Regions from separate parts of the Mus musculus genome. Here all the other regions are linked to region 1. The links are chromatin contacts, called in public promoter capture Hi-C maps. All regions are on one chromosome and are shown on one strand. Each heading gives the region's core, a stretch centred on a gene start, on an enhancer-like site or on the middle of the called end of the contact. The rest is flanking DNA. Distances are from core to core; before and after follow the strand shown. Region 1 holds the start of Pde4dip (phosphodiesterase 4D interacting protein (myomegalin)). Region 2 overlaps Fmo5 (flavin containing monooxygenase 5). Region 3 overlaps Notch2 (notch 2).

The links. Promoter capture Hi-C pulls out the DNA fragments that hold promoters and counts their contacts.
Region 2: a contact with region 1 is called in a promoter capture Hi-C map of the 3T3-L1 cell line, with 6 times the contacts expected there. The contact joins the enhancer-like site here to the promoter of Pde4dip in region 1. A contact is called at or near these places in 12 of 39 promoter capture datasets (the 3T3-L1 cell line, 3T3-L1-derived adipocytes, the C10 cell line and 8 more), 1 of 15 datasets of contacts at CTCF or cohesin (pro-B cells), 11 of 484 Hi-C or Micro-C datasets (the C2C12 cell line, the G1E-ER4 cell line, the HL-1 cell line and 7 more), 2 of 115 datasets of contacts at active chromatin or transcription factors (bone marrow-derived dendritic cells and embryonic midbrain) and 3 of 9 other capture datasets (adipose tissue, liver and macrophages).
Region 3: a promoter capture Hi-C map of liver shows a contact between it and region 1, with 5 times the contacts expected there. The contact joins the enhancer-like site here to the promoter of Pde4dip in region 1. A contact is called at or near these places in 7 of 39 promoter capture datasets (the C10 cell line, embryonic stem cells, hippocampal neurons and 3 more), 1 of 484 Hi-C or Micro-C datasets (nephron progenitors), 2 of 115 datasets of contacts at active chromatin or transcription factors (hepatocytes and liver) and 1 of 9 other capture datasets (adipose tissue).

The regions. Positions count from the first base shown.
Region 1 is chr3:97,886,660-97,891,244 of GRCm38.p6, forward strand. It overlaps Pde4dip (phosphodiesterase 4D interacting protein (myomegalin)), which reads right to left and starts at 2,048. Exons shown (of 47, transcript NM_001289701.1): 1 at 1,830-2,048. The coding sequence starts at 2,011.
Region 2 is chr3:97,632,594-97,637,178 of GRCm38.p6, forward strand. Fmo5 (flavin containing monooxygenase 5) reads left to right here. Exons shown (of 9, transcript NM_001161763.1): 3 at 2,918-3,106. Among named protein-coding and RNA genes, the nearest start is that of Fmo5, 6.1 kb to the left of the region's middle. Within about 2 kb of position 1,803, at least 27 of the 459 cell types and tissues checked have an H3K27ac peak or open chromatin away from gene starts, as enhancers often do. A contact at or near this core is called in adipose tissue and liver, where this site is marked.
Region 3 is chr3:98,106,867-98,111,451 of GRCm38.p6, forward strand. It overlaps Notch2 (notch 2), which reads left to right. Exons shown (of 34, transcript NM_010928.2): 12 at 181-291. Among named protein-coding and RNA genes, the nearest start is that of Adam30, 51 kb to the right of the region's middle. Within about 2 kb of position 2,250, at least 17 of the 459 cell types and tissues checked have an H3K27ac peak or open chromatin away from gene starts, as enhancers often do. A contact at or near this core is called in hepatocytes and liver, where this site is marked.

The sequences.
Region 1 (4,585 bases), core at 798-3,297:
ATAACCCTGCTTGTCTTGGAACTTGCTCTATAGACCAGGCTAGCCTCAAACTCACAGAGATCTGCCTGCCTCTGCCTCCTGAGAGCCAGGCTTAAAGGCATGCACCACCACTGCGCAGCTTTGATTTGGCTTTTTATTGATTTTTATTTGAAATTACAGTTATTTGCTTTTTAGTTAACATAAACAATGATGGGATAATTAGGATTTCTTATTTAATTATTTACGGGATTTGGGGTTTTGTTTTTCGTTTTTGAGACATAATTTTGCCATGTGGCCCAGGCTGGCTCATTACATAGATATGGACAGCAGGGTGCAAGCCTATAATATCAGTTGAGGCAACTGAGGGGGCTGAGGCAGGAAGATCATGAATTTGAGGCTAGCCTGGGCTATGTAAGAAGATCATATTGCAACACCTTACTGCCATAATTTAGAGAAACATATGTTAGTTAGCCCTACGAAATGTCTATTGTCAATGACAGTGAGATAGGTCACCCTCTATGATGAGTGTTTCTTTCCAGATAAAAAGTTCCGCTACTATATAGAGAGCAGGGGAGAAGCTATGAAATTTTAGAAGCATGTGTATGTGAATATACAGATTTATTTTTGGTCAAAGTTCACTCACATTTTTAAAACATAATTACATTTGGGCTAAAGTTTCACTATATATGTATATGGATGTCTCTTGCTTCATCCTTTAATTCCAATAATTTATTATGCATTTCTTAATAGAAACATGATGATCCCTTTAACTACTGTATAATCGAATCTTTGACTACATTTTCTTGCATAAATAGGTGTAGTACAATGAATGAAAGCAATTATGTTTCTTTGAATAGACAGACTCTATTTTCTAGTTCACAGATCCAGCCGACTCCGGAGTATGCAATACAAACCCAGCAACCCTTCCACTCTGAGGTCAAAACTCTTCTAATCCAAACCCCGATCCCATTCATAGGAAACTGAGGCCTAGAAAAGTCCCAGTTAGTTAAAGGCAAAGTAAAGACTTGAACCCACCATTGCCTTTCGATTTGAATGATAAGTACTGGCATTCCACGGGGGGGGGGGGGGGGGGGGGGCAGGGAGGGGGGTACAGAGGGAGGAGCTAAAAATTCTATGTCAAAGACGTGCTTACTTTAAAAATGGCAGCCATACAATCTGTCTCTTCTTTTGGAAATATTAATATGACAGATTTTCATCTTGCTGTTGCTACATGACGAACACGGGACCTAATCTGCCGGGTGTTTTCTAGGCCAGAGTGGAGGAAGGGTCTGGGTTCAGGTGGAGCTAGCGGCCCAGAGCATCCAGCCAACAGGCCCAGGCCGGGCTCCAGTGCTTCAAAGGAAGAAAAGGGCATCACCAATCTCCCTGCTGTTTCCAGCTAAGGCAAATAAATAAATATCCAAGGAAGAAGAGACTAAAAAAGGCAAAGATGAGAGCTCTGCAAATCCCCTAACTAGCCCAGCTCCTGAGTCACCTTTCCTTTGGCTCAGCCCAGCAGGTGTTGCCTCCAGCCTCACCCACATCGGTACAGATCAAGCAAAGACCTTAGGATAGAAACCTGGATTCCCACCATTTCTCCTGTGCATCATCAGCTGCACCTCCCAGCTATGCTCAACCCTGTCCTGTCGATCCTATTCGCTCCTGGGCCCCCCATCTCTAGCGTGCTCGCCAAACCTTCCCCAGTAACCTCCCGTGACAGCATAGATCTCCTGCCAAGCCCCCCAGCCCTGTCTAGCGAACCGTGCACCAGCACCCCTGTACCACAGCACACCAGCACCCAAGCGCCGCAGCTTCCCCTGCTCCCGCGGCAGATGCTGGCCACGTCTTACCTCATCCAGGGTGCCGCCGAGGCTGCCTCCTCCTCCTCTGCCGCCACCGCCCAGCTCCCAGCCCGCTCTGGGGGTCTTCGTTCCCGGCTGGAGGGCTGCCGTGGAGACTGGCGAGGTGCGTGGTGAGCCCAGCACGGCGGCGGCGCGTGGTGGCAGATGGACCCGCTGTCCGTGCGCTTCATGGTTCCGAGGCCTGGGCACTGTGCCCTTGCTATGATCTCTGCGTGGTTTCTTTTGGTTTCACCGGCTGCCCAGGCGCATCCTCCCAGCGTGGAAGAGCATCCAACCCAGATGCTGCGGCTGTGGCTGAGACGCGGCCAGGTTCTGCCTCCCGCGAGGCTGTCTGCCAACTGCTCCGCCCAGGCGCTTTTGGTCCTTCTGCTACACACGTAGCTGCCCTGCATCCTCTAGCATCTCCGCTTCGTTCTCCATCTGTGACCTCAGCCTGGCACTATTGTCATTTCCAGACCTCACTACTGCCTTTTCGTTCTGTGCATTCCAATGTCACCTTCCCCAGTTTCTAAGCTTAAAGAAGTCCCTGACAGGAGAGATGGCTCAGCGGGTAAAGGCATGTGCTGCTAAACCCTATGTTCAATTCTGGGAACCACATGATAGAGTCTGACACCCTCAAGTTGTCCTCCGACCTTTACATGTTCGCTGTGGCACACACACACACACTCACACACTCACGCAGAGAGATAATAAATAGATAAACAAATAATGACTAAATAAACTGTGATGAGTTTTAAAAAGTTCCCCCTGTTCTCAAACCTCTAGATACTTTCCGGGTATGCTCTCTCCCTCCCTAAATTGGCCATCCTTTTATAATTAAACTGTCCCTTTGCTGACTCCTGAGAATTCTACTCCAGCTTGTTGGCTAGCATCTTCTTTGCCCCATCTTCTAGAACCTTGTTTTGTTTGTTTGTTTGTTTGTTTGTTTCAGCATTGTCTTTGGTTATTGGAGGTGGGGAGCACTGTCCTGAAAAGCTGTTACTTTTTTCCAAGTTGAGATTTTCTGATGGTCATTTTCTAAGAACGCTTAACAAACAAACAGTATCCACCATCAGACCAAGTGAGTGCTGTCATTTAAAAACAAACAAAACCACACACACACACACACACACACACACACACACACACACACACACACACACACACACAGAGGTGTGGTGGAGCAGACCTTTAATCCCCGCCCCTGAAGGAAGAGGCAAGTGGATCTCTGTGAGTTCCAGGACAGTCTAGGTTATAAAGCAAATTCCAGGTCGGCCAGGGCTGCATAATGAGACCATGTCTCAAAATGAAAAACGTTACCAAGACAAACTGGTTTATCCTTGTGATCTCAACTATTTGGGAGGCAGAGGCAGGAGGATCAGAAGTTCAAGGCTAGCCTATCTCAATACAAAATGAAATGGGACCAGGAGATAACCCATTGGTAAGCACTTATACCCTGTGTGCAAGGTCTGGGTTCTGTCCCCAGTACTTACAAACACACAACCGATAGGCTGACTAAATCCTCCCTAAGTGGCCATTCCAGCAGCCTGCTTCTTATACTCTACATCTCTCCCCCAAAGAACAGAGATGAGACAGTTTCCAGCAACGCTGACAGCTTCTCCCACACTGTCGTATACAGCACCAGGCCACTAGGCAAGCAAAGTTTGTCTTTGTGGCTGTGCGCTGTGGATGGAGAAGTTCTTAGGCAGCAGCCATGATGGACTCAACACAAACAAAGCCCAACTTATCCCCACCATCCTTCCCTGGAGTCCCCCCCTCCCCCCCCACGCCCCCCTGTGGTCTGGTTTTGTTTTTTGTTTTTTATCTCTTATCTCAGACCTATCAGCCACCCAGCTACCAGAGACGCAAGCCTGAAGGTTGCCAGAGATAAAGCTCTTGTGCATCCATCCACACAGCCTCTGGTTCTTTGTCACCCATCTTTATCTTGCGCATCCACACAGCCTCTGGTCACCCATCTGTATCTCTAATTGCTCCTCCCCAGCACAATCGCTGCTGCCTCCAGAAAATTAAGTTATCAATCGGTGCCTCATCGTTCTTAATCTACATCTCCCTGGCCTTTCCAGTCTATCTCATCTGGGCTGTTTATCTTACCAGAGGATTTGACGGAAATCTTCTAGTCTGTATCTCCTCTTTCTCCTTGGGCGCTAACTCCATCTGTGACCGACCCGCATGTTATCCCATTCCCGTAAGTCCTTCCGTCTTTGAGCCTTTCTCAGGCTTTCTCATCCAGTTTGTTTTATATGGAACCATTTGATGTCTATGCTCCCATCTGCAGCCCATGTTTTACCTCCTGGTTTTCTGTAATGGGTTCGAATTTCATTCAAGGAGTCATGTATTAAGACAAACCTTTTTACACAACACCAGCCAGCAAGACTGAAAAGAAAACCACACAAGGCTCAAGGAGAGAGCGCTTGCCTAACATGAGATCTTGGGTTTGACTTGGAGCCGAGGAAGAAAAGACTTTGTTAGCATAAGGAAAGTAGTAATTTGTGAATGCCTGCTTAAAAAAAATTAAAATCTCATCATTACTAGATAAAATGAGAAAATGTGGTACCATAACATTTTGTCCCAATCACCTCCACTAAGAATCTATTACAGGATCCTAAGGTAAATTTGAGAAAGGGCTGATGGGACAAGTTACAGGTTATTTGCTTTCCAGAGCTGTTTGGATTGCTAGCTTTAGTACTGTCTCCGTTCCCCAGAAATTGTTGCACACCTAGGGAACAGGGGGCACATTGAATTGC
Region 2 (4,585 bases), core at 553-3,052, 250 kb before region 1:
TACTGTCCTGCTGCCTGCTTAGGATGCTCCTGAAGCCACAAACCGTCGTTCTCACATTGTCCGTCACGTAGCTGTGGAAGCTGAAGTACTATTTCACATACTCAGTGATTTCCTGAGAATTCAGCTGCTGAAATTATTTCTGTCACCCCCTTGCTTATTATTTGGAGTCTTGCTGTCCTTCTATGGATGCCATTAAGTTAATTGATCATTAATTGATCAGTCAATTGTAGGTATCTTATATAGACTTGATCCCAGCACTTTGGGGTTCTACCCTGGGCACCCCGTATCCAGTTAAGAATGATGGACTTCCCTTTTTAGCAATGAATCACCGAGATTCAGGTGTTTTCCTTCCTTGTCACCTGCCACTGCTGATATTTTCCTCCTCTTCCTTGTTTCTCCTGTCACATGAGCACCCTCCCAGATGCCACTGCTCGGATTCTCCTACTGCTGCTCTTCTGTCTTGCCTTCGCTAGTATTGCCTCCTTCATGTTATAATTAACACTTTTTTATACTAATTTTTATGTTTTCTTCAGGCATGTTGGCTCACCTCTGCAACCCCAGCTCTTGGGACCTTGCCTCATTCCCCGATTGTTAGCATCTTACACTAGTGTGACACACTTATAACGGTCAGTGAGACAGTACCCATAAACCCATGCTTTGTTTAGATTTACTTACTTCTTCTGATGCCTTGGTTTTTTGTTTTTGTTTTTTTTAATATCCCAGTATCCCCCTAAGACTTGGTAGTTGTATCTCTCTAGGCTCCTCTTGGCTTGGATGATTTCGTAGATTTTCTTGCTTTGTTCCTTTTATTCCCTGGGTTTTGTTATCCTTGGTAGGTTAGAGGAAGACTGGTTGAGTATTTTGTAGAGTAGCCTCCTTTGAATTTGTCTGGTGTTTTTCTCATGGCTCACCTGATGAAGTTCCTGGGGGTGAAGTCATGCTTTCGCTGTATCGTGTCAAGGGTGACCCTTGTTATGATTAGTCCTGTTTGTATTACAGCTTTCAGTGGAGTTGGTCAGGCTTGGCTGGTGTAAAGTTCATCTTCGTTTCTGCCTTTGGAAGAAAGTTACTATGACCAGCCACACCTAAGGACTGTTGGCTCTTTCTAGAAGTCTCTAGAACCCCATTGCTGGGGTGCTGCCAGGGCAGGTCAGGAGGAGCAGGATCTTCACACAGTATCTACTCTTCCAATCCACGAGGACAACAGCTTTCATTTATGTCTACCTTTGATTTCTTTATCTGTGTTTTATAGTTTAGTCATGTTCTAGACATCTTTTTTAAAAAAAGATTTATTTATGTATGTGTGTGAGCACACTGTTACAGTCTTCAGACACACCGGAAGAGGGCATCAGATCCCATTACAGGTAGTTGTGAGCCACCATGTGGTTGCTGAGAATGGAACTCAGGACCTTTGGACGGGCACTCAGTGCTCTTAACCGCTGAGCCATCTCTCCAGCCCCTAGACAACTTTTAATACCTAAGCATTTAAGACCAAGATGGACTTGGACATGGTGTATTTTTAAAATCAAAATTTTCAATGGTTCATTTCTGACATACAGGTAGGTTACTGACTTGTTTTTTGAGGGTCTTGCTCTGTAGTTCAGGATGGCCTTGAATTTACTATGTAGTTCATGCTGACGTTGAACATCAGCAGTCTTCAGGTCAGCTTCTAAGCACTGAGCTTATAAACATCAAGCCTGGCTCTCTCTCTCTCTCTCTGTGTGTGTGTGTACAAGTGTACACATGTACAGCTTGAATGTATGCAATCGTAAGTGTTGCTCCTCAGGCGTGGTTCATTTTTTATGAGCTTCTACTTGCTAAGAATGAGACTGCTTGGCAGTGAGCCCTGGGGCTCAGCTGTCTGCACCTCTGTGGTGTTGCAATTGCAAGCACATGGCGCCACACCAGGCTTTTGGTTTTTTTTTTGGTTTTTGTTTTTTTAAGATTTATTTATTATGTATACAGTATTGTGTATACATATGCCAGAAGAGGGCACCAGATATCTTTATAGATGGTTATGAGCCACCATGTGCATGCTGGGTATTGGACTCAGGACTTCTGGAAGAGCAGCCAGTGCTCTCAACCTCTGAGTCATCTCTCCAGCCTGTCCCATCAGGCATTTCTTAATGTAGGTTCTAAGGATTAAACTTAAGTCCTCATGCTGAGCACCTCTCAGCCCTGGTGACTTGGGTTTGCCAGCTTTTCTGTGGCCTGGCTGTATCCTGTAGCTTCAGGGTTAGTGTTTTATTCCTTGGGACATGTTTTACATAGACATTCATGTAATGGGCCACAAAATTGGTTTTTATTTCCTTTCATGACTTGTAGGGCACACAGCTAGGGCTTCTTAGTACAGTGCTCTCTGAAAGTGGCCCCAAAGGACATCCTTGTGTTCCTCATCCAATCAAAGCACTCAGTCTCTTGCCGTTAAGCGTGCTGTTATCTACTTGCCTGTTTTAAATTGTTTTTATTGACTTGAGGAAGTGTCTCTCTGTACTAGTCTGCTGAGAGTTTTCCTTTCTTGTGTTTTATAAATATTTTAATAAAAATGAAAGAAAAAAATTCTACCTTTATAAATTATTTTCCTATTCAAATTATATGCACAAATTATATATAATTAATACAGTGTACTCTAAAGAGATATATTAAACAAGGGAGAGGTTGTACAGTATGTAATTATATAAACATAGGTGTATATAATGTATACTAGATGACTAGGATGTACATTTAATTTCATGGTATGTATATTACTTTTTCGTTTAAAGTTATAATAGGCCTGATACTTTTAATGTTCTTACATAGATGCAACATTGTAGGTGTGTGTGTGTTTCACTTAGATACGCTTTTAAATGCTCATTGGCTACTTATGTTTCATGAAGTTGATTCTCACATTGCCATAAGTACTTCTTATTTGTCACAGGAAGCCCCTGAGGAAGGCAGGGCCAGTATTTACCAGTCCGTGGTCATCAACACCTCCAAGGAAATGATGTGTTTCAGTGACTACCCCATCCCAGATCATTACCCTAACTACATGCACAACTCCCAGGTCCTAGAGTATTTCAGGATGTATGCCAAAGAATTTGACCTTCTCAAATATATCCAATTCAAGGTAAGAGATTTTGTTTTCTTCCTGTTTGAAATTGTTCATCGGGTCAATGAATTACGAAGCTTCATTTACCTGTGTCACCTGTCAGGACTAGCTTGAAATAGATGTAGATTTATATGACACAAAGACTCTTGCCCTCTTGGTACTTGGGAAATGTTCAAGGAACGCTCTCTATCAGATACATCCTGCTGAAGAAGCAGGAAGCCATCTGCTAGGGCGTTTACCATGCCTTCCTATCATGCTGGCTTTAATAAAAACTGATGAGGGAGGCTGGTGGGAGTCAGACCTTTCAAATCTCCTTGTCCACTGTCGCTCAGCTCCTGGATGCTTTACCATGCGCTATTTAATGTGCTCGTGGCAACCCAGTGAAGTAGTTATTGGGCAGCCAGCGGGGACGCAGAGACGTCAGCTCTGGTAAGAGGGAAGAGCACTGCATGAGGAGCAATGCCTTGAATGGTGGTCCTTGCTCCAGCACAGCTTAACTTGCGCTCTTAGGCAAGTGCGTTTCTCACCTTCACTTTCTACAAATCCCCTTGCTTACAAACCAACATGAGTAGCCCAGATTCTTTCTGGGTCCTTCTTTCTCTGGAGTTTTCTGGCATGTTTCTATAATTTGGAATCGTGCCCATTAAAAACAAAAAACAAATTTATGACATCTGACAAAAAACGCTCAAACCTTCCTGACTGTTCTGCTACATCATGGTCAAGGTAACACTCAGTGGCAACTTTTAAGCCTGGCATTTGCAGCCCATGGATTGTCCTCTGTGTAAGAGAGGCATTTCTTGAATAAGCTTGGCTCTGGGCTAAGCAGTGCAGAGACAAAAAAAAAAAAAAACAGAGAAAATTATATTATATTATATACAGGATTAATAAAACTGAAGAGCCATGTGCTGAGGAGAGCGCCCCACTTCTGCTCAGAGGAGGTTACCTCCTGAGGACATAAGGTACCAGGCTCCAGGGAAGGTTGACTTTAGAGCAGATGATTACATCTGGGCTGAGTGAAGGATGAATAGGAGTGTGCCAAGTGAAGAGGGAAAAAAGTGAGGTCCAAGCAGGGGCCCCAGCCTGTGTATGTGCTCAGGACAGGGAGAACAGTGTGTGGGCCAAGATGTCAGAACTAGGTGGGATCTCTTTCAGTCCACTGAGACACTATGCCCGAGGCTTCAGAAACACGTTGGAATGCATTCTTGGTGTACTTAAGCTGGGCAGAGGAACCTATATTTATTTATTTGTATACAAAGCTAAAAATTATGCCACCAATCATCTCATCTCACACCCTCTTTATAATGAGCATCTATAGAAGGCAGAGGATGACTCTATCACACACAAGTAGGACCACTGGGATGGTGTTCTAGTCCCAGTGAGGGAGGCCTGTTTCTTAGTCATATGTTTAAGGGCAGCCACTCCTGGTTTGCACTGGGAGAAGCAGACATGGAGGTGGGGATGTCGGGATGGAGGAGGGATGGGCTGTTGGTGCATATG
Region 3 (4,585 bases), core at 1,000-3,499, 220 kb after region 1:
AGTAATCCAGTCCTCTTGGCTTCTCAGTTCTGGCTTCTGTGGACTGTACTTGGCGATGCGTCGCTTTGTTCTGATCGGATGGCCTGGATCCCCTACAGACTTCTGACTGAGTAGCACCACAGGCGGAAGTGCTGACATTCCTGTGGTAACACAGAATCATTTCTCTGGGTCTCTTTACAGGCCTTAATTGTGAAATTAATTTTGATGACTGTGCCAGCAACCCTTGTATGCACGGAGTCTGTGTGGACGGCATCAATCGCTACAGCTGTGTGTGCTCTCCGGGATTCACAGGTAACACTCCTTGTCTTTGGAGGGGGCCTCCTTTAGCCCCATCAAGCTGGGAAAGGGGTCCCTCAGTGAAAATCACTTTTTCACCTGTTTCCTGTTTCTCATCGTCTCTGGAAGGTTTGCAGTCTGCTCTGTACTTCTCTTTCTGTTCCAGACCTTCCTAAGTGGAAACACAGCCTTTCCTTTAGCGTTTCAGGCCACGCGTGTCTTGCTCCCTGAGACTTCCTAGCAGATGGTAACTTTCCATCCCCGTGCTTGGGTTAATGCCTGCAAAGCCACCTTTGCTTCCCCACAGGCAGAGGCCAGTGCCTTCTGTAAGGCTGTGTCCAAGGTAAACGTGCATGGAAACACTGGCTGCTCACCCTGGGGTCTCGCCTCTCCCGGGAGCCTGTTTGGGGAGGGCATAACTTGAGGAGACCACCACATAGTTTGTCTACAGTGAGCAAGATCTTTTTGCCCATGAAAAGAAAGTAGATTAGAATTATTCTGCATTGTGACTCTTCCTTAGGTATGAACCTCTAGAGAGTTTGCACATGTGCCCATAGGTGAAGTATAATCCACACATTCTCTCTTCTTCCTTTTCCTTGTTAACATTAACTTTGTCATTTATGTTTCTGGAAAAATTATCGTAGAGGCTCCAGAGGAAGCCTGGGCCCTCACTGATACCTCATATCGGTGACAGTCCCATTGTTAGGATACACTGTGTGTTCTGCTTTTTCTGGACATTACCACACATGTGCAGACATATATAATATTACCCTTTAGTAACTGCCCTATGGTCATCTGCTCCCCAGGTGTGTAGCCCACTTCAGAGCTTTTGGCAGAGCCTAAGGACAGTCAGAGCCAGGTGAAGAGAGTGCTAGGTACCCAGTTCCTCTATGCCAGCGGTATGACATGTCAGGAACTTTTGTGGCTTTGGTGGATCTCAGTTCTTCCTGGTGACTGAGACGCCAGTGTGGTGAAGGTTTCATGCCCTGACCCACTGAGGTAGCCCGATGAATTTGGGCATCCTGAAAACTGTTCTCTCAAATACGTGGGAGCTGACTAAATACACAGACCTGTTAAGTGTAACAGGAAGAAAATGCCCAATTTGTATGAACGGCTTATTCTGAGCTAGGAACCAAAGATGCTGTCTCACCTCACTTAGTTGGGATAGATGCTACTGTTCCTGTGGTACTGAGGAGAGGGCAGAGAGCGAGAGACGCAGGGTGATGTTCCCAGTGCCCTGCAATCAGGGTCTTTCCCAGGCGTCTACGCCAGAGCCCAGGCTCATTCCCATTACATGGCCAAGGGGGAGCCTGTTACGGTTTCTTCTGGGATTTATGTAAGGCTTCTCACCGGTTTTAGTTTTTTTAAATGTCAGGGAATCATATTCTGTCTGTTTTTAACATTTAGCAAATCAACGGGGTCAAAGAGGGGGCACATAGGCTAAAAATACTCTAAAATAAACATAAGGTGTAGCATGAAACCACATAACCAAGAGATGGAATGTTTTGGTTGCTGGGTGGTGCCCCCTTCTTGGGAACTGTTTTCTGGTCCAAGAGGCTGTTTTGTAAATCGGTTGCTGGAAATGTCTAAGAGTCATGAGCCATAACTGTGAAGTATTTGGGGCTTTTCCTTCTATTTTATTTTAATCATTTCCCCTGCTGTTTTCATAGGAGCTTTAGAATATCCGAGGGAGGCCTTTGTCTCTTCTCTTCCTAAGGCTGTTCTTTATTCTCACAGGAGCTCTACATGTTCTGATTACATGGGAGAAAGTCAGGCATCATGTGATCCTATAAACTCCTTTTCATTTTCTAAAGCCCCTGGTGGTGTTTGGGTTACAGCCTGGTGGCAGACACCCATAATCCTAGCTGTTGTAGAAGCTCATGCAGGATGGCCACAAGTCCAAGGTCTGCCTGGACCACGGACTGAATTCAAGTCAGCTGCCCAACTTAGTAAGAGCTTGTTTCAGAATGAAAAGTGAAAAGGCAAACAACAAAAGCAAACAACAAGAACGGGGCAGAGAGGCCAAGCGCAGTAGTAGAGTGCTTACCCAGCATGCATGAGGCCCTGGGTTCCAACCCAAGTACCAAAAACTAAACCCAAACTACAAGAACAACAGAACCCAAAAAGTAAAACAAACCAAAAACAAACTAAGTCTTCCAGAAAACAAACAAAAAGCCCAGCCTACCCCAGATCTACTGTCTTCCTACATTTCCTCACCATCCATAAATGGAGTTGTGCAGTGCTCAGTTAACGAATATGGCTGCAGAGATGGTGCTGGATAAGCCAGTGAGCTACAGAGAGCCCATGCACTCTTCCCAGGGCTGGGACCCTCTTTCTCATCCTTTGGCAGTAGTTATCGCAGGAGAAGTTCTCAGGACACATTGGCAAATGAATAGACAACTTCTGCTGTCCAGCCTAGACCCGTGGTCCACACTGCAGCATGCTGTCATATCCAGCCTAGAACCCGAGGTCCACACTGCAGCACGCTGGCATCTATTATACACTAACTAATTTACTGTAAATAGTAAGAAACATGCAGTAATTCTCATGTTGATCAACGCTTAGCCCCACAAGGTGCAGAGCTGACACTAGCCATTTCTGATACCCAGTGGACACTGTGTGACAACTATAGAAGAACACTACAGAAGTAGCTGCCAACCTACACACAGGCTGCACAAGTAGGGATGGTGCAAATGCACATGAAAATGGCTTAAAACTTTATCTTTGAAATTGTTTAAAGGCAAATGAGGAGCTGGGAAGAGTGCTTGCAGATCCTAAGTTTTATCCCAGTACCACAACAAAAAGAAAAAGAAACAGAAAAAAAAAAAAAGATAAAAAAGAATGAGGTGGCTCATGTTGAACACTTGGAAGACTGAGGCAAGACATACAGAGGAAAATGGCAGCTATCCCAGACTGTGGGTCTTTACCACAGGAGCCACCAGAGATGGTTCACTGTGCATGGAGGCTGGCAGCCTGCTAATGCCTTACTTTAAAGGGTGTGTCTCTTTTATTTGGAACTTTTTGAACTAAATAAATATAGTGTTATTCTTTCTTAAATTAATTTTAGAAAAAGACTTTTAAACCTGATTTAGAACACTGTGTCCTTGAAGTTCATAAATTCCTTCATAATAGTTGCTAGATTTCACTCCCAATACTATAGGGAGAATGTTAATTCTCAACTATTAGAAATATAAAAAGACATCTGTATGCTTAGTCTATATACATATACAGCATAAGACAACGGTGATGAAGGCTATAGCAGACAGGCCTTCAAAATTTAGCCGCAGGTGTGTTCTGGCAAGATCACGTCCACTTCGATTTCAGGTACTGCCAGGACCTATATTTTTAGAGACTCTGGTGTCTGAACCACATAAATCGTATGAAATGTGGTTGGCAGGCCAGGCCATCATAGTCTATGGCAATGCGGCCTAGAAATTTGTTGTCACTGTTTCAAAAAAACATACATTTATTCATTCATTTATTTATTTGTTTGTTTATTTATTTATTTATTTATTTATTTATTTATTTATTTATTTCTGGTGCCTACGAAGGCCAGAAGAGGACATTGGATTTCCTGAGCTGGAGCTGAGCACTTTTGAGCCATCTAACATGGGTGCTGGGCGCTGAACTCTGGTCCTCAGTATGAACAGTCAGCATTCTTAACCACTGGACCATAAAACCACATTTCAAAGAGACGTTCTTACAGTAAAGTTTGAAAACCACTGGTCTGGACTGGGAGTCACCAAAGTGTTTTCTCAGTTTCTGGAGGGCAGTAAATTCTTGCTTACAGACTACTTACGGAGGAAGAAAGTGAGTGGGCTCTGTTCTAAGGATGAAACCAAAGTGTCTATTTTTTAAAATCAGTTTAACATTAAACTAGCAGTCCATTCATATCCCAGCTAATTGCGATTAACTAGAGATAGAAACGTAAAACCTTGACTGAGGAAAAGTGACAGAACACGTGTGAGGCAGAGCTCTGCACACATACATGGCAGTGCCAGGAGGGGCAGCAGTCTCTGGTGACAGAACACGTGTGACAGAAACAGAAAAGTGACAGAACACATGTGAGGCAGAGCTCTCCACGCACACACGGCAGTGCCAGGAGGGGCAGCTGTCTCTGGTGACATCTGGTGTTCTCCTTAATGCCTGTGAAGTTCTGAAGTTCTAAGCTAGATGCAGTCTACCCGAGAGTGCCGTGGCTTCGATCTGCTGTCATTAGTAACTTCCCTTCCTTATTAATAGCAAGTGCTCCTCGAGCCTTCCTTGCATGGTGTGACATGCTTCTCCGTGTTAGTCCTTGAACCTTACA